2 separate regions of the Sus scrofa genome follow, and region 1 is linked to region 2. The links are chromatin contacts, called in public Hi-C maps. All regions are on one chromosome and are shown on one strand. Each heading gives the region's core, a stretch centred on a gene start, on an enhancer-like site or on the middle of the called end of the contact. The rest is flanking DNA. Distances are from core to core; before and after follow the strand shown.

Region 1 (2,870 bases), core at 287-2,786, 39 kb before region 2:
CATGACAGCTCTTCAGCTGCACACACCCCCTGCCCCTGCCAGGAGTCCCATGTCCCAGTCACTCCCCTGCTGGCAGCCCCTCGGAAAATGAACCAAGCCCAGACTCCCACCTCTGACCATGGCCTCGTGGGTCCTCTCCTAGGTCCAGTGCCCCACTACAGCCACTTGGGGCGGGGATGGGGGCTCCGCGCCTGTGCACTCTCTCTCTGCCCCCTCGCCCAGCTTCTTCCTTCTTTCTTCCTAGCCCCACCTCCTTGGCAACTGTCCTTCCCGGTCCCTCTTACCCTGGTTCATCTCTGCCCAGTGTCTGGTCTACTTTAACTTATTCCCAAAGACTTGTCGATCACCTACTACATGCCAGGCCCAGGTTTCGGTGCCGAGGATTCAGAAGTGAATAAAACAGACAAGATCACTGCCCTTGTGGACTTCACATGGGGTGGGGGTGGGGGTAAAATGAGGGGACTGAAAATAAATGCACACCCACACATCTCTTTTTCCCCCGCTTTTCGGCTGAACCTATGGCACACTGAAGTTTCGAGGCCAGGGGTCAAATCCAAGCCACGTCTGCGACCTACGCGGTGGCTTTCAGCAATGCTGGATCCTTAACCCACGGAGCGAGGGTGCTCACAGACAATGCTCGTCCCTAACCTGCTGAGTCACAATGGAAACTCCTCCATACATTTTTTAAACGCAAGATAAATTTCCAATTCCAGACCACAATTAGGTTTGTGAAGAAAATAAAACAGCAACCAGATTGCGGGGCCACTTGATGTAGGGTGGTCAGAGAAGACCCTGAATGACAAGAAGGAGCTGGCCCTGTGCAAGTCTGGTATTCCAGGCAAAGAGACTAGCTCGGGCAAAGGCCCTGGGGTGGGACACTGGGGGAACAGCAAAGGAGGCCAACGTGTCTGAAGTGGAGCGCATGGGAAGAGGTGAGGTCGAGAGGCTGACAAAGGCGACTATGAATTGGGAGAGTTTGGATTTTACTCCAAGACTGATGGGCAATTCAGTCTTTCTCTCAACCCCATTTCCAAGAACGGTGTAACTATCGCAAACGCCACCCTAGGAAGCAGGCGCTGTAAGATGGGGATATTGACACACCACGGAGAACAAACGAGAAGAGGCAGGATCTTAAGTTCACGGCTCCTTCGAGCCTTTACCCTTTCCTGCAAAGTGCTTGGATCTCTTAGACTGAAGGGCCAGGGATCGAACCTGAGGTCCCCGTCCTGGGCACCACCCGTCCCTCCCTCCCTCTCGGCCCCCGAGGTCCGACAGTTACAGCCGGACTGGGGCGACCCAGCCACCTCCGCAGCCGAAGTCCAAATTCGCCGTCCACTCCGCGCGGCTCCGCCTTAGGCCCGCCACTCACGCCACTGACGCCTCTCCATTGGTCGGACTCCCAGCTGGCCAATCACGCTCTCAAGACGAACAGCCCTGCCCATACGGCCTCCCCACGAAGGAGAAGTAGCGGCGCTTGAGGATTGGCTGAGAGCGTGAGCGGAGTAGAGCTAAGCGAGTGCCCATTGGGCGGCTCGGCCCGGGTGGGCGGGACGCGGGCCGAGCAGGGGCGGGCCACGTGTCCCAACTGCTCCACACATTGACCCCGGCCTGGGAACTCAGCGGGAGGACTTGAGGGGGCGGACTCTGGCCTGCGAGAGGTGAGTGACTCCAGGCCGCACTCGCGTAGGGCGGGCTAGGCTCAGTCCCCGCGCTCTCGGGTAAGGCCCCTCCGGCGCTGATGGGGGCTGACCTCCCGCCTTGATGGTGACAAAACTGAGCGCTACGGGGACATCTGGAGCCAAGGTCACACAGCGGGGGGAGGACTCTTGCCTGGGCTCGCTAGGGACTCGGGTCGCTTCTGCCTCTCCGCCAAGTTTCTGCGCCATCCCTGCGTGGCGCATGTGTTTGGCCCCCACTTCCCCAAGGAGGAAACCGAGGCTCAGACAGAGCGGGAAACTTGCCTAAGATCACACAGCCGGGTTCCGGCCTCGTGGGGATTGAAACCGCCCATTCCTTCCTGAGGTTGCCGCCCACCTGGGGCCACCCCTCCTTCTCTGGCCTTGGACTCTCTCCACACACAGATTCTTATCACTCCCCCAGGGCACCCCCAAAACCTATCTCCAGCCCAGATCCCTTCCCCACCTTTTTCATATTCTCCCCCAAATTAGTTCCCCTTTCCAGGCCTCCAGCTAGTCCCTGGACCCTGCCTTCCTCGGAAGTCTGGAAACCTAGGGATCTTCCTTCTTCTCCCATCCCCACGACTCGACCCCTGGAATCTGTCTGTCCTGCCCCCTCCTCCCTGTCCTCCTGCCCTTGCCCACCTGGTCCACAGCCCCTGGAGATACACCGCATAGGTAGGCAAACGTCCAAATCACCAGACACGGCTCAAATAACTTTTCACAAAGAGAACCGTCTGGGGGTTCCTGTTGTGGCTCAGGGGGTTAAGGATCCCGCCCTGTGAGCTGTGGTGTAGGTGGCAGATGTGGCTCCGATCCTGCCTTGCTGTGGCTGTGGTGTAGGCCGGCGGTACATCTCCATTTAGACCCCTAGCCTGGGAACCTCCATATGCCAGTGGGTGCAGCCGTAAAAAGAACTGTTTGGTGGGGACAGTATCCAAATCCAGAAACCACACACACTCCAGAAGGCCCCCTAGCAGCCCCTTCATCACTGCCCCCCCATTGTATTTATTTCTGACGAGGGGACCTGTTACACATTGTCCAAAATTCCTAAGGAACAGAACAGTACCCAGTGAAAATTAAATGACCTTCACACTCTGCTCTCAGAGGTCTGTCTCTGCAGGAACACATGCTCCCGATGTTCCTGCCAGATACCGACTGGAACACTTCACCACATCTCTTCCCCCCCCCCCC
Region 2 (2,979 bases), core at 109-2,608:
CATCATCCTGCCTCAGACCCCCGCCCCCTCCCTTCCTACGCCCCTGGCCCCGACTTACTGTTCGGCAAAGGCTGTGTTCCTGGCGGGGTACACTGGCTCACTGTCTGGTTCTCCAGGAGCGCGGGGTGCTGTCCCTTTTACACTCTGCTGCATCCCCACAGCATCCTGCCTGCCCCATGGTAGGTGCTCAGAAAAAGCGGACTGAATGCATGCGGGAGTCCGGGGGGCATCCCACGACACGCGCCCCACAGGGCCGTGGCAAGGGCTCGGGGGACCCCGGCGGCGCGGGCCCGGTCAGCGCGGAGGACGCCACCACCGCTCCCCGGTTCGCCATAAGTCACCGTCGGCTGGGACAGCTCAGCTGCACCGCCGCCTCTGCTTGTCCCCACGGGGGACCCTGGGCAAGTCACTCGACCCCCCTCTTCCTTCGGGGTCCTCGTGTGTTAACGGGGCGGGAAGGTCCGCATTCAGCGGGCGGAACCTGCAGGTCGGGTGCGGGGCGCCCGCGCGCCCCTCCGGCGCACGAAGACCGCGAGGCTGTGGGAGTCTCGGCACCGTCCTGCTCCCTCTTCCTGAAGCTGGGCCCCCGACGGGACACCGTGGCCCAGCTGGACGCTCCGCTCCGGGGCTGAGCGGCCCTGAGGCGGGCGCCGCGGCCGCACCGCACCGGGGCCAGGCAGGCCGCGCAGCTCCTCGGCCTCCGGCTCTCCGGACAGGGTCCCCCCGGGGCACCCCGGGCCGCTTCCCCCGACAGGCGGAGGGAGCCCCGGCCGGGGCGCGGCCGGCCGGGGGCCCTGGTCAGTCACAAGAAGGACCGCGCCCTGAACAAGGCCAGGGGACTCTTCCTCTTCTCACAGGAGTAAACTGACGCCCGGCGTCGCAACCGAGGCCTGGCCGGGGCCAGAGGTCACACATGGGGGTGGGGGTGGGGCCGGTCGTGGAACCTCTGCCAACACAGGACACGGGTCATAGGTCATTGCCAGCACAAAATGGCGCCTCGCAGAAATACGTCTATCAATTCGCGGTGCCCACCCCCGCCACAGGCTGAGGAAGGGGCGCAGGCGTCCGGGCACACTCATCTGCATACACAGAAACGAACGAAGTTAATTGGCTGCGAGCGCCTGGGTCCGCGGTAGGGAGGACTCCCATTGGTTGCTCTCCAATTCTCCCGTTCCCTACTGGAGAAGGCCCCAGTACGCCTTCTCCAGTAGGGATTGGCCTCCGCGTGTCTCATGACGCCACGCCACGATTGCGCGTCCCCATTGGCCGGACCGCCTTCCATCATCCTTTTAAAACCCCTCAAGTCCCGCCTCTCTTTGCTCGGCTCGGGCTCCCGGGTCGACCGTTAGTCGCGTGCGCGATTTCCTGGGCGTCAGGGCGCGAGCGCGTACGCCGGCGTTTCATTCAAACGGACCAATCAGCGGTCGCGTCACCCTTCCCGTTCTCTTCTCTACTTCCCCTTTTCTACCTCTCCTTTCTCCTGGATTTCCTCCCTGACCCCCGTGCGCACGTATTGGCCAGCCTGCCCCGCGCCCCCTCCCCAGTTTCTCCTGCTCTTGCCCGCAGTTTGTCGAAAGGGAGCGAGCTCGTCGAACGCCAAGGAGTGTGCGCACTGACGTCACGAGTCGAGGCGCGGCGCGAGGGGCCCCGAGGGGGCGAGGCCTGTGGGCGGATATAAAAGGGCGGCGGTGTGCGCGCGGCCGGCTTAGTGCGGTCGGGCGCCCGGGGCGGGTTTACCTGCTCAGGCGGTGTGTGGCGGTCGTCGGAGGCAGTGGGGCGCGGAGCCGGGCCGCTGGGGCCTCCCCAGGGCCGCAGCGGCGGCAATTGGGCCCCCCGCCCCAGCCAGCGGCCGGAGAGCGCAGGAAGGGGGCCGGGGGGACCCGCCCCCGGCCGGCCGCAGTCATGGTGAGCGTCGCGTCCGGGCCTGTTGGGGGGGGGGGGCGGTCAGGGCCCTCCTGGAGGAGGAGATGGGGTCTCAGGAGCATCTCTCTGGCGGCTGGGGGATTGGATGGCCCAGTTGGGGGTCCTGGGTTAGGGCTGGGCCCAGGGGCCCTCCTGTAGGCGGAGCGGGAGGGGAAGGCCCAGCTGAGCTCCGGGAAGGGCTCCGGGCTTTCGGGCCTGCCCGTGGGTGTTCCGGGAGTAACGACACTCCGCCGCCATCTCCAGGCCGGAGCTGGGGTTTCCAGGATGGTCTTCCCAAGTTGAGGTGTGGAAGGACACCGGGGTAGGGCTCGGGCCTACCCGGGACCACTGGGGGTCCGTATGTGGGGCTACGAATGGGCTTTAGGGACTTATGGGGAAGGTGGAGTCATCCGCCAGACCTTGGAGATCCGCTCCATTCCTAATGGGAGATTCACCTGAAGCCATCGCCTGAAGCACCCTGGATTGGGAGTGTCTGGGAGCTCGGGGTGATTGGCCAGACTAGGACTGCAGGGGCAAGAAAAGTAGGGCGGCCACCGCATCCTAGGTCCTGCAGGAGGCCCCAGGACCAAAGGCCCATGGCTCGCCCCCTTTTTTCCACATCTAGAACTCCAATGTGGAGAACCTACCCCCGCACATTATCCGCCTGGTGTACAAAGAGGTGACGACACTGACAGCTGACCCACCTGATGGCATCAAGGTCTTCCCCAACGAGGAGGACCTCACTGACCTGCAGGTCACCATCGAGGGCCCTGGTGAGTGTGGGTGAGGGAGGTGCGCTTCCTAAATCCTTGGCATCCTTGGAGCGGGAATAGGAAGCTCTCAGTATAAGGTGGGCTGCCAGACCTGTGACGGGCACACCTGGTACGCATGGTGCTCATGGGCTGCAGGGCGGGAAATCGCAGTTGTGTATACTTTCTCTGAGAGAATTGAGAGAAAATCCTGGGGGTCCTATCTGGTTTGGGTGTCCTCACACCCAGAAGTATGGGAAGGAATTGAGTGGAATTGGGAAGAGGGTGCCAGGACGTGGGAATGGTGTCTGAGAGGCCTGGGGGGGCG

What was found. A called contact is a pair of places that touch in the nucleus more often than the background predicts.
Region 1: a Hi-C map of subcutaneous adipose tissue shows a contact between it and region 2, with 1.4 times the contacts expected there. The contact joins the promoter of ISOC2 here to the promoter of UBE2S in region 2. A contact is called at or near these places in 1 of 5 promoter capture datasets (liver), 6 of 47 Hi-C or Micro-C datasets (embryonic fibroblasts, liver, skeletal muscle and 1 more) and 1 of 2 datasets of contacts at active chromatin or transcription factors (alveolar macrophages).

Annotation. Positions count from the first base shown.
Region 1 is chr6:59,608,325-59,611,194 of Sscrofa11.1, reverse strand. It overlaps ISOC2 (isochorismatase domain-containing protein 2), which reads left to right and starts at 1,536. Exons shown (of 6, transcript XM_021095040.1): 1 at 1,536-1,658.
Region 2 is chr6:59,568,863-59,571,841 of Sscrofa11.1, reverse strand. It overlaps UBE2S (ubiquitin-conjugating enzyme E2 S), which reads left to right and starts at 1,358. Exons shown (of 4, transcript XM_021095037.1): 1 at 1,358-1,905; 2 at 2,528-2,675. The coding sequence starts at 1,903.